2 separate regions of the Anas platyrhynchos genome follow, and region 2 is linked to region 1. The links are chromatin contacts, called in public Hi-C maps. All regions are on one chromosome and are shown on one strand. Each heading gives the region's core, a stretch centred on a gene start, on an enhancer-like site or on the middle of the called end of the contact. The rest is flanking DNA. Distances are from core to core; before and after follow the strand shown. Region 1 overlaps CRTC1 (CREB regulated transcription coactivator 1). Region 2 holds the start of KLHL26 (kelch like family member 26).

The links. A called contact is a pair of places that touch in the nucleus more often than the background predicts.
Region 2: a Hi-C map of subcutaneous adipose tissue shows a contact between it and region 1, with 1.7 times the contacts expected there. The contact joins the promoter of KLHL26 here to the enhancer-like site in region 1. A contact is called at or near these places in 2 of 8 Hi-C or Micro-C datasets (liver and subcutaneous adipose tissue).

Annotation. Positions count from the first base shown.
Region 1 is chr29:1,679,611-1,684,842 of IASCAAS_PekinDuck_T2T, reverse strand. It overlaps CRTC1 (CREB regulated transcription coactivator 1), which reads left to right. Exons shown (of 14, transcript XM_072029333.1): 9 at 1-124; 10 at 2,837-2,973; 11 at 3,508-3,759. Among named protein-coding and RNA genes, the nearest start is that of CRTC1, 31 kb to the left of the region's middle. Within about 2 kb of position 2,007, at least 1 of the 8 cell types and tissues checked has an H3K27ac peak or open chromatin away from gene starts, as enhancers often do. A contact at or near this core is called in subcutaneous adipose tissue, where this site is marked.
Region 2 is chr29:1,738,876-1,743,906 of IASCAAS_PekinDuck_T2T, reverse strand. It overlaps KLHL26 (kelch like family member 26), which reads left to right and starts at 3,225. Exons shown (of 2, transcript XM_027472403.3): 1 at 3,225-3,401. The coding sequence starts at 3,355.

The DNA.
Region 1 (5,232 bases), core at 758-3,257:
CCTTCCCCTCTCCCAACACCGTTAGATCCTGAGGAATCCACATTCCCAGCCCTGAGTAGCTCCAATAGTACCGGAAATCTTGCTGCCAATCTGACTCACTTGGGCATCAGCACTGCCAGTCAGGGTAAGATCACAATTCTGCACCGTTTTAACAGATTGTCCATAATATGTCACTTGTCTTACAGCATGGAAGTCGCGTTGCTGAATAATACTGTTTTGTCTGAGGGGTAATTCTACTTCTGTTCACTGACTTTCCTTTGTAAACAAGGTTTTCTTAAAGCCATTTCTGTATGACAAAGTGATAGAGCTGTATTTAGTTTTGACTTACAAATATCCTTACATTTTTTTCAAGTTCTTCATGCCCAAGTCTGTTTTTTTGTTGTTTGTATATAACTTTATAGGACAGACTATAGCATCCAAAATGTGCCTCCCTTGTAATTCATTGTACTTAATCCCAACAGCATTTGAATTGTGGAAATACCCTAAGTAGGCCTTTGTTTGCATTCCTTTAGAATATATTTTTTTTCCAAATAAGGATTCTTTTGGAGAAATAGCATTGCTTGCTTCACCTGAAGCAGATTTTGTCTTTTGAGCAGTCAAAATAACATGGAGAATTTACAAGGTTTGCTAGTTTTAGTAAGCTTGGTTGCCTGATTTTTGAAAATATCCGGAGTAGTCAGGATTCATGATATAGAAGGGCTTTGGGAAGCAATACCAAGTGCACACTTCACTCTCACTATGGTGCCTTTGTGTTGAAATCGTTGCCTTTTGAGCGTAGTTTTTGTTGCAAGTACTTGCAAAATGCTGCTGCTGTTTGAGCTGTTCAGCATGAGTCTGAGCTTTGTTGGGGCTTTTGCACTTTGGCAATACTGGTAGTTTTACTAAAAAAAAAAAAAAAAGCCACGCTGGCAGTTTATAATGTTCATACTGATCAACTGATAATTTCAACTTAAGCAAATGGCCTAAACTAATGATTGTTATTTTTTTTTAATAGTTTCTCTAGGTCCTACTTGTGAGCACAGGGTTGCGTTTTATTGTCAGTGACAATTGCAGCCGGTTGATTCCTAGAACAGAAGAAAAGTGCTCTATCCAAAAATAGAAATGTATTTCCTGTGTTAGGCAGGATTCATTTACCCACTTAAAAATCCTCTCATATATTGGTAAAAAGGAAATAATTCTAATCAGGTTAATGTAGTGTTATGGCTGAGCAGTTACATTTAAGAAGGAAGCAAGAATACAGTTTACCCCTCTAAGTAGAGAGGAAATCAGCAGCTTTTGGCACCCTTCAGAAAGCTTTCTGGTCTCAAAACAGACTACACAAAGTTTCAGGGATGGGCTCTCATTCAAGTAGAACGTAGCAAGGCTTTGTTAAGATAGGTGGTGTGTATATAAAAAGAAACAAACTACTTCCATGGAGTTAGGCCAGGCTGGGTTGCTAAATTTTTTGCACTACCCGTAATTAGCAGAGTAAATGGTATAAAACCAAACCAGTAGGTATGTAATTGCTTTGAAAACATTTTCTGATCCATGAAAGATACTACAAATGAGAGAGGTGCATTCATTGATGATTTTGCTGCTGCTTGTTGGAGACTCTCCCATAGTTTAAGCAATGGCGTAGTCAGTGTTTTGGCTTTTTTTAACTGATATTCTCAAACCTTCCTTTCCTTTCTTTATCTCCTAGATCTTGAACGGAAAATGTAAACACTTCTGAGCCTTTTGTAGGAGCTCTGTGCATTGTGCAGACATGCCTGTAGCAGCCCCAAGTAAAGGTGGGGAAAAACACCTGTCAGGTTATGAAGAACTGCCAACAACTTAGGCTACACATTTGTGCATTTGAGGTTGTCAGTTCGCTGACATGTTCCATGAGACAGTGTTGATTTTTGAAAACATCGTGCGGGAAGCCAGGCAGTCTTCAGAATCTGCTCAGTTAGAGCCAGTTTGCCTGCTGGCTCCTTGGCAGCCCGGACTTCCTGGCTCCCTGGCAGCCTGCCTGGAAGCCTTGAGCAGGTGCCAAGTGCTGAGGAGCTCTCAGGCTCTTGTGAATTCCTCCTTTCTGGCAGCTCTGGAAGAACAGCTCACTAGAGAGATTGTCCTGAAATTGCTTTCCAGGGTGTCTCAGTTCCTCTAGGGTGAGGCAGAAAACAGGAGAGGTTTCAAAGCTTGCAGGTTTTGTCTTGAATGTGAGTAAAGCTAAATTACTTTGTAGTCTGTCCCTAGCCTCTGCTAGGTCAGGGCTCTTTAGAGTGCGAGGGATATTTCCTGCCTTCCTGTGCTCTGCTATGCCATTAAAATGGAGTACGTCCTGTGTAACCAGTTTTTCTTCTGCATTTTCCATTAAATAGATGTTTGCTTTTTATAATAACACAAGTGCCTTCTGATTAGTCTTGTTACATGATCTGTTATCTTCTTCCTGAGGTTTCAGCTCTTACAAATAGAGGAGAACATGCTGCTCTTGGACTCTTTGTGTGTGCAGCCCAGGGGTGTGCGAGAACGGTGCCTATTGTTTCCATAAACCACTGGGGAAGCACAGTGCTGCTGGAGCTGGTCTGCTTATTTCAATTCCCAGTCAGTATCTGTGCACCGTCCTGCACAACTGTGACGGGTTTAGGTCCAGGATAAACAACCACAGGGATCTTCCTTTCTTCCTGATGCTGTTTAACCTGACAAAGTTGCAAATTAGCTAATGAATTTCAGCCTGATTGGCCTAGGCACATTCACCACTTTGCGTCGTCAAATTATGCTGTACATTTTTGACAGATCAGGCAATTACCTCTGTACCAGTATCAATGAACTGTTGCTCCGTTCCCATTTGAGCTCGTTTGTTCCTCACTGGCAGGAATGACGACGACGCCAGCCCCTTCCCAGCAGCACCGTCAGCCCACCGTCAGCCCTCTCTCATTGAGCGCAGACTCGAGGCGACCACAGTCACAGCAAATGTCTCCTACGCTTTCCCCTTTGTCACCAATTACTCAGGTAGGACCTCGCTTGGAGAATTACAATTTTTGGTCACAGATGAATTGTTTTACCCTACCTAGGGGAGGGAAATGACTGTAACTTCGTCTTTCTTGTTCTGTAATCTTTAAATGTGTTTGTTAATCTGTACCTTAAAAAGTGAGAGGTTTGTAGAGGACACAGATTTTACTTTGACTTTTCTAAATCCTTGGTAAACATCAAGACACTTTTCTTTTGAAGACATTGTCCATGAAATTTGGAAGACATTTCTCTAATCCATATAAGAAGCACAGTTAGTTTTTAAAATTGATTTCATAAGTACAATTCCACAACTGAGTAGGTTATCAATTCCTCATCTGGACATTCAATTGGGTTTTTGTTTATTGTACCCTGAAGGTGATATTAAGTCCCTTGAAACGTATTCTTGAGTGTCTTTAAACCTTTAGTTAACATTTAAAAATGCAAGATTGACTTAGTGTGGATCACTTGATGTGAAACTTGACATGCTTGGGGAGTCACCTGCCAGTGTGGATGATTTTAATTTTTCTTTTTAAGGCCGTGGCAATGGATGCGTTGTCTCTGGAACAGCAGCTTCCCCCATATCCGTTTTTTACCCAGACAACTTCCCAGCAACAGCAGCAGACCCAGGTGGCAAGTACCCTGCCTCAGAATACTCCTTTAATGCAGACCTCTGGTTTACAGCGAGGAACACAACTCCCCCCACTCTCCGTCACGGTACCTTCTACCATCCCGCAGTCACCTCCGGGTAGCCAGACCCAACCATCAATGGGAATAGACATCAACTCGGTAAGCTGGGGCAGAGCTGAAAAAGATAAAGCTTTCATTTTGAAAACGTAGCATCAGGGTTCAAGCTGGACAGCCCTTGTGATAGGTATACTTCTAGGTGGAGTCTGAAGTAGAATGGTTTTGATTTAATCCATCTTCAAATGCTTTACAGACAGAATTTGGTTTTCGGGTGTGCTTACGGTGGCCGTAGTTTCATAAAATGGTGTCACTTGTGACTTCATGTTTAATTAGAGCAGCCTGAATCCTGGCTATCAGCATTTATTTCACACCTTGCTGCTGTTGCATTGATACTTTTTCAGGCTGTTAAATGTAATGCACCACCAAAGTGCTGTAGGCTCAAGGAGTTAGCAGAACTTTGATCAAGAAACCTGCTAACAAGCAGTTTCCCGAAGTTGGAGAGAGCCAGGCACCTTCTATATTTAGAAAGCTTTCATTTAAAGGATTTATAGAGCATCATACATTATTATCCTCCAAAATTGGATTTGTAGCTGCTTTCAGATCCTGATAAGAAGTGGAGTATATACCTACATAGTAGTGATGATTTCTGGGCAGATTTCTTTTGTGCTGGTTGTGCCATGGTTTGTTGTGAAATGTTCTCTCTCTCTCTGCATATAAAGGTCCAGAATAGAGAGCGAGATCAGGGTAACAAGTTAGCTGGGGAAGAATTTCACAGCTCCTTCTTTGGTCATTCTGCCCCTGCTCTATCAGATCTCGGTTGCCTGACCTGTAGTGTCCTCCTGGCAGTGTTATAATGACAGTGACTGGTTAGATAATAGGCAGAACTCATTCTTTATTGATCTAGCACTAGACCATGGATTTCATTTGTGGATGAAATTTTAATGATTTGTGCTGGTAAGTGCTTCTTGAAGGAAGCTGCTTCCCTTTCAGGATTAGAAGGGGAAGAAGAAGGCCAATTCCAGCAGTGGAAAGGATACCGAGCTACTCAAAATGTGTCCAAATGTGTTGATTCTAACACTTAGGTAGCTACCAGTACAGATGATTTTCATTCTTTGCTTTCTGTGTTGCTTTCCTCATCCTAAACTTCTTTATCACCTTAACTTTTAGGGTGCTATGCTTATCTTTTAAAGCAACTGAAATTGCATATAAATAAAGTTCAAAGCTAGCTTATCACAAAGCCATTTGAGCTGTGCTACAGTCTCACTGACAACTCCTGTGCAGGTTTTTAAAGAAGCATTGAAATTCCTTTTGCTGTAGTTTGGATTTCTGTTTAAAGTGCATTCGTAGCAATGCATAATATATAAAAAGGTTAAGGTATTTTCTTGAGATCCGTAGAATTTGATGTCAGAAAGCATTGGTAGTACAGCATTCTCCTGCACTGCATAGCTATCTGATTAAATTACTCCTTTTCTTAGATTATTGGATTGCAGGTTTCCCTCAGTCATCGGTAAATTTCTAAGGGAAATATAATAGGAATTGCTGTACTTAGTTTACATTAATTCCTGCAGCATTCTA
Region 2 (5,031 bases), core at 1,976-4,475, 58 kb before region 1:
CCAGCTGTCCGCCGCCTCCACCCAAGGCAAAGTGCGTGGACCGATAGCGCTGCGAGGAATTCCTGCTTCTGAGCACTTGCAGGATGAAACGGAGAGGTCGGAGGAAAAGGCAGAGCTGCCAGCTCATGATTTTGTCATTAGTCTCACAGTGCTGGATGCAGATTTTAAAGCCCCAGCTGTGGGAGTCGTGGGATAAGCGAGAGCTTGGCTTGCATTAAAAAGGTACATTGCTAGACTTCATGTTTTGTAGGGGGGAAACCAGTGAAAATATGACTCAAGTACATCCTCATGACTTAAAATGAATGTCAGAAAGACAAGGAATGTAAATAGTTTGGGGGCTGATTCTTTCTTTTTTTTTTTTTAATATATTTTTTTAGCCCGGTAAGTCAGACTTGTGATTTTACAGGGAGATCACCGCTCTCCACAGTAGGAAAACCAGGGCTGCCTTGATATACTGTGTGTGCAGGATAAATATATTAAAGTTGTGCGAGTTACTCAGATGCTGTGCTAACACTGGCCATAAAAATCACCTTAGATATAAGGCAGGCTCCTTGGGGAAGGGGCTAAGTGCACTCAACAAATAATGAATAGAAATAAAAATAAATATCAAATGGCCCATAAAATCAAACAATAATGGTAACTAGAAAGTTCCTGGATCTGCTGTGAGAGATAAAATCCCATCAGCAGTATGAAATAACAAGAAATACCCCCTTTTGGTTCCTTCTCCACATGACACAAGTCAGCACGCCTGGTCACCAGAGCAGTTATGGAATACATCTTCCTTCCAGAGTCTTATAAATGCATTTTTCATGCTTTGGGAGACCTTCTGGGGTTCAATTTAACTGCGATCTGGGGAACATGTGAAAGGCATTTACAGCATGCGGCACAGCCTGGGTTTTCCTGCCGGGGAAGCAGAGGTGTAACGTTCGCAGCTCCCATCCGCTGAGCCGCCCGGCTGCGAGGGACGCAGGGCTCCGCAGCGCGGCCGGGCTGGATGGCAGCGGGGCTGCTTTATGGCTGCGCACGTCTTGGACTGAAATGTAAGCGCTTGAAAATATAGAGACGAACCTCAAAAATAAAGAGTGAAAGCGTAGAGCGTAAAGCTTGTAAAGAAGGGGGTGTGCTGCGGGGCTAAGGCTACGGAAAGTGGCCCCGGGAGAAAGTGGGGAGTATCGAATGGAGCAGAGCTGGTGGTGGAGGGAGCAGGATAAGCGCCAGGGCTTGGTAAGGAGAGGCAGGAGAAGAAATCCCCGAAGCCCCAGCCGAGCTGCTTTTCAAAGAGCACAGAGCGATGTGGAGTGGTGGGCGCTGGACTCCACGGCCTCGCCGTGCAGCAGCAGGAGCAGAAGGAGGAAAGGGCAGCGGGGTGAGACGCGGAGGATGCGGTGCTGTGGGATCTCCCGACGGTTTCCAGCATCGTCCTCTGCCTCTGCCGGCTCTCCCGCTCCTCCTGCTGCTCTCCCCGCGGTGTCTCTTTGGTGTGCTGACATCTCCTGTCCTGTGTGGGTCGGGTCTAAAATAACAGGGCCCCGAGGTCTTGGCTGGGGTCTCCCCGCGCCGCAGCAATACAAATAACAAATTAATAAGTCCTGCTTCCCTTTCTCCCCAAGGTTTTACGAGGCTTAATTAATGAATGTCTGTAAAATGCATTTGGAGCTGGGAATGAAATGTGCTGTGGAAATGCCAAATAGTTTTAATGCTCCAGCAGATTTAGAAGGTTTAAATAAGAAAAATACACAGCTTCGCCTCTGAAATAGATTCCTCTCCTTGAAGCAGAGGGCTCCAGAACATGAAGTTTTCATCAGGCTGACTTGAAAGGGTATTTTCATGGCTTTCTAAGTGTGTTTATTCTCATGTGCGAATTCCCCCTTTCCCTTATACAGATGTGGACGCAGGCATGGGAAATCAAAGAAATTTACCCACGGTCGTTGGCAGGGCCACCGCTATGAATAATTTCCCGATTTCCACTGATGACTGGAATGCCCTCGAGCCCGTCCACTGCCTCCAGATGCGCGACGGCTTGAAAAATTACACGGCCCCGCGACGCTTGGCCCCGGCTACGGCGATGGCTGAGCCAGGATGCCGAGCATGTGGCCGGGTGCCTCGTGGAAAAGGCATCGCGGACACCCGGACGAGCTCTGACAACAAAACTGCACCCTCTGGAGGGTACTGTTGCTCTTGCACAAAGTGTTTTTCTTTTTTTTAATGATAAAATCTTGGAGGGCTGGGGTTGAATAATCACTTGGGTTGGGTAATTGCTCGGGTCACCAAGGCGCTGCCGGTGCTGTGGTGTCCCGAGGATGTGGGCTGCCTGAACCCGTCTACACACCGCGCTTTCTCCAGGTGTTTAAGGGATTGCAGGAGGAATTCAGAGGGAAAAGGTTCAGGGCTTGGGCGCAGGCCACCCTGAAGGTCCCTTGGCTGCTGCTGGTGGGGCTGCTGTCAGCAGGAGACCCCCAGCCTCCCCCTGTATCCCCTCATCTGTGGGGCCGTGGCAGCTCCCCCCGGACCCTTTCATCTACGGGGCTGTGACAGCCCCCAGAGCTGTGACTGGGCTCCCCCGGGGCCCCTTCAGCTGTGGGGTGGTGACAGTCCCTGGGCCCATGACAGGACCCCTGTGTCTGTGGGGCCGTGACAGCCCCCAGACCCATCATCTGTGGGGCTGTGACAACCTCCAGACCCCTTCATCTATGGGGCAGCAACAACCCCCAGGCTCATGACAGGACCCCCATATCTGTGGGGCCGTGACAGCCCTCTGGACCCCCCAGTGTCGCGACAGGGTTCCCCAGACCCCCTCATCTTTGGGATTATGACAATCCTGGGGCTCATGACAGGACCCCTGTGTCTGTGGGGCCGTGACAACCTCCAGGTTCGTGACAGGACCCTTGTGTCTGTGGGGCCGTGACGGCCCCCTGGGCCCCCCAGTGTCGTGACAGGGCTCCCCAGACCCCCTCAGCTGTGGTTTGGTGACAGTCCCCAGGCTCATGACAGGACCCCCGTGTCTGTGGGGCCGTGACAACCCCCAGGTTCGTGACAGAACCCCCATGTTTATGGGATCATGACAGCCCCCTGGGTCCCCCACTGTCGTGACAGAGCTCCCCAGACCCCTCATCCTTGGGATCACAACAACCCCCGGGGCTCATGACGGGACCCCTGTGGCGGATCCCCCACATCCCCCCTCGCCCTCGGGGGCTGTGCCCGGCCCCCCGCTAGCTGTGGCGGCGGCTGCGGGGCGGCGCCAGGCCCGGGCTGGGCGCGGAGCAGCGCCCGGGGCCCCCTTCTCGCCGCTGCGCCTTTAACGCGGCGACTCCGCCGCCGCCTCCCAGCTCGGGGCCCGGCGGCGGCGCAGCGAAGATGGCGGAGTCCGGCGGGGCCGAGTTCGCCGCGGAGCGGCCGAGCAGGTGAGAGGGGCTCCGGCCGCGGCCTCAGAGCGAGAACCGGGCTCGGGGGGTGGGAAGCGGCGAGGCCCCGGGGACCGGCGGGGCTGTGGTGGGGGGGGTGGGGGGGGTGGGGACCCGGCCCGGCGCTGTTGGGCTTGAGGAGGCCGCTTGGAGGCTGGCCGGGGCGGGGGTTGCTTCACCGCAGGGCTCCCTCCTTTTTCTTTTATTTATTTATTTTGTTGTTAATTCATTTCTTTTCCCGTCGCTTTCGGCCCCAGGGGGGTCGCGGTGAGGCGGAGCGCCCAGCCCGGCCTCCCGCATCGCCCGCCTCAGGGAGCGGAGCGGGGCTGTGAATGATGGTCATGAGGGTAATAACGATAATAATGGCAACGATAATCATAACAATGATAATAATAATCATAACAATAACAATAATAATCATAACAATGACAATAATAACAATATTAATAATAACAGCGATGCTTTCGCTGCTGGAGTTCACCAGGCTGGAGTTGGCGGGAGGCTTTGTATTCCTGTAAATTTGGGGATTTGGTTATTACACATAGGTCCTGCTGGCATGCATTGAGTTTTTTTGGGATTTCAGGCCCGTTCTGTAAAACACCAGGTTTTTAACACTACCAGACCGTCCCGCAGAGCCACTGGTATCTGTCACAGCCGTCACCAGTAGGGCACTGGGCACTCAGGTACCGTGGCATGGGTGAAATAGGGCTCGAGGTGCTGGGCTCGGTGCCCACCACATCCGTGAGCCCTCAGGTTGGTGTCCGGGGCCAGCAGGCCGTGCTGGCCGGTCCAGGTGCTCCTCACACCTGGGGGATTTCTGCACCCAACGCGTTGGTTTCCATCCTCACCCAGAAGCCAGGGCTCTGGGCAGCCTTCAGAGAGCTGCCGTCAGCCTCAAAGCTTCAAGGCAGCGCTTATCCTCAGCTTGGCTCTCCCCAAATCCACTCTTGAAACAACATCACGCCGTGCTCAGGGAGCAAGGCTCTTAGGCTCATTGTTCCGCACTGGAGAAGCCTGTCTGAATTCTCACCTTCTGCGTATATTTTATTTTTTCTAATGACTGCCTGTGTGAACTAGATGCTGAGCTGCCTTGGGCGTTTCATTTTCTCTCCCTGCACCTCTTTTTTTTTTTTTTTTCCTTCTCTCTCCGAACAGGAGCAGCGGCGCGTCTCGCACACAGGTGTTGGTAGGGCTGGGAAGCGTCTCGGTGTGGGGCGCGTAGCAGTGAGAAACGGAAGTAATTTGTTTCAGGGCTGTGATAAATCACCCGGGCTGGAGCTGCGGCAGTTCCGCTCCCCGAGCTGGAGCTCCGCGGCGTTCTCCATCGCTGCGTGTTTGTTTTCTTTGATAATTTTAAATTAAAGCCTGGTGAGATCTGGATCCTGCTTCTCGCTGGTCGTTACGCCTCCCGTTTTAAAGGGTGGATTTATCAGGGAGTAAACCCACCAGGGAGCCTGCGGGGAGAAACCTGATGGGGAACGTTGGATACGCTGCGTAGCCCGTGTAGAGCAAGAGGAGGATTTCAAGGGCATGCCCCATCAACTCGCGATTCCTTCTTAGCTGCTTCTGACTTTTCTGCACTTCCTGAGCGTTTGCTCTCTAGGGCAAAGGACGAAGGCCTCCCTCGCCG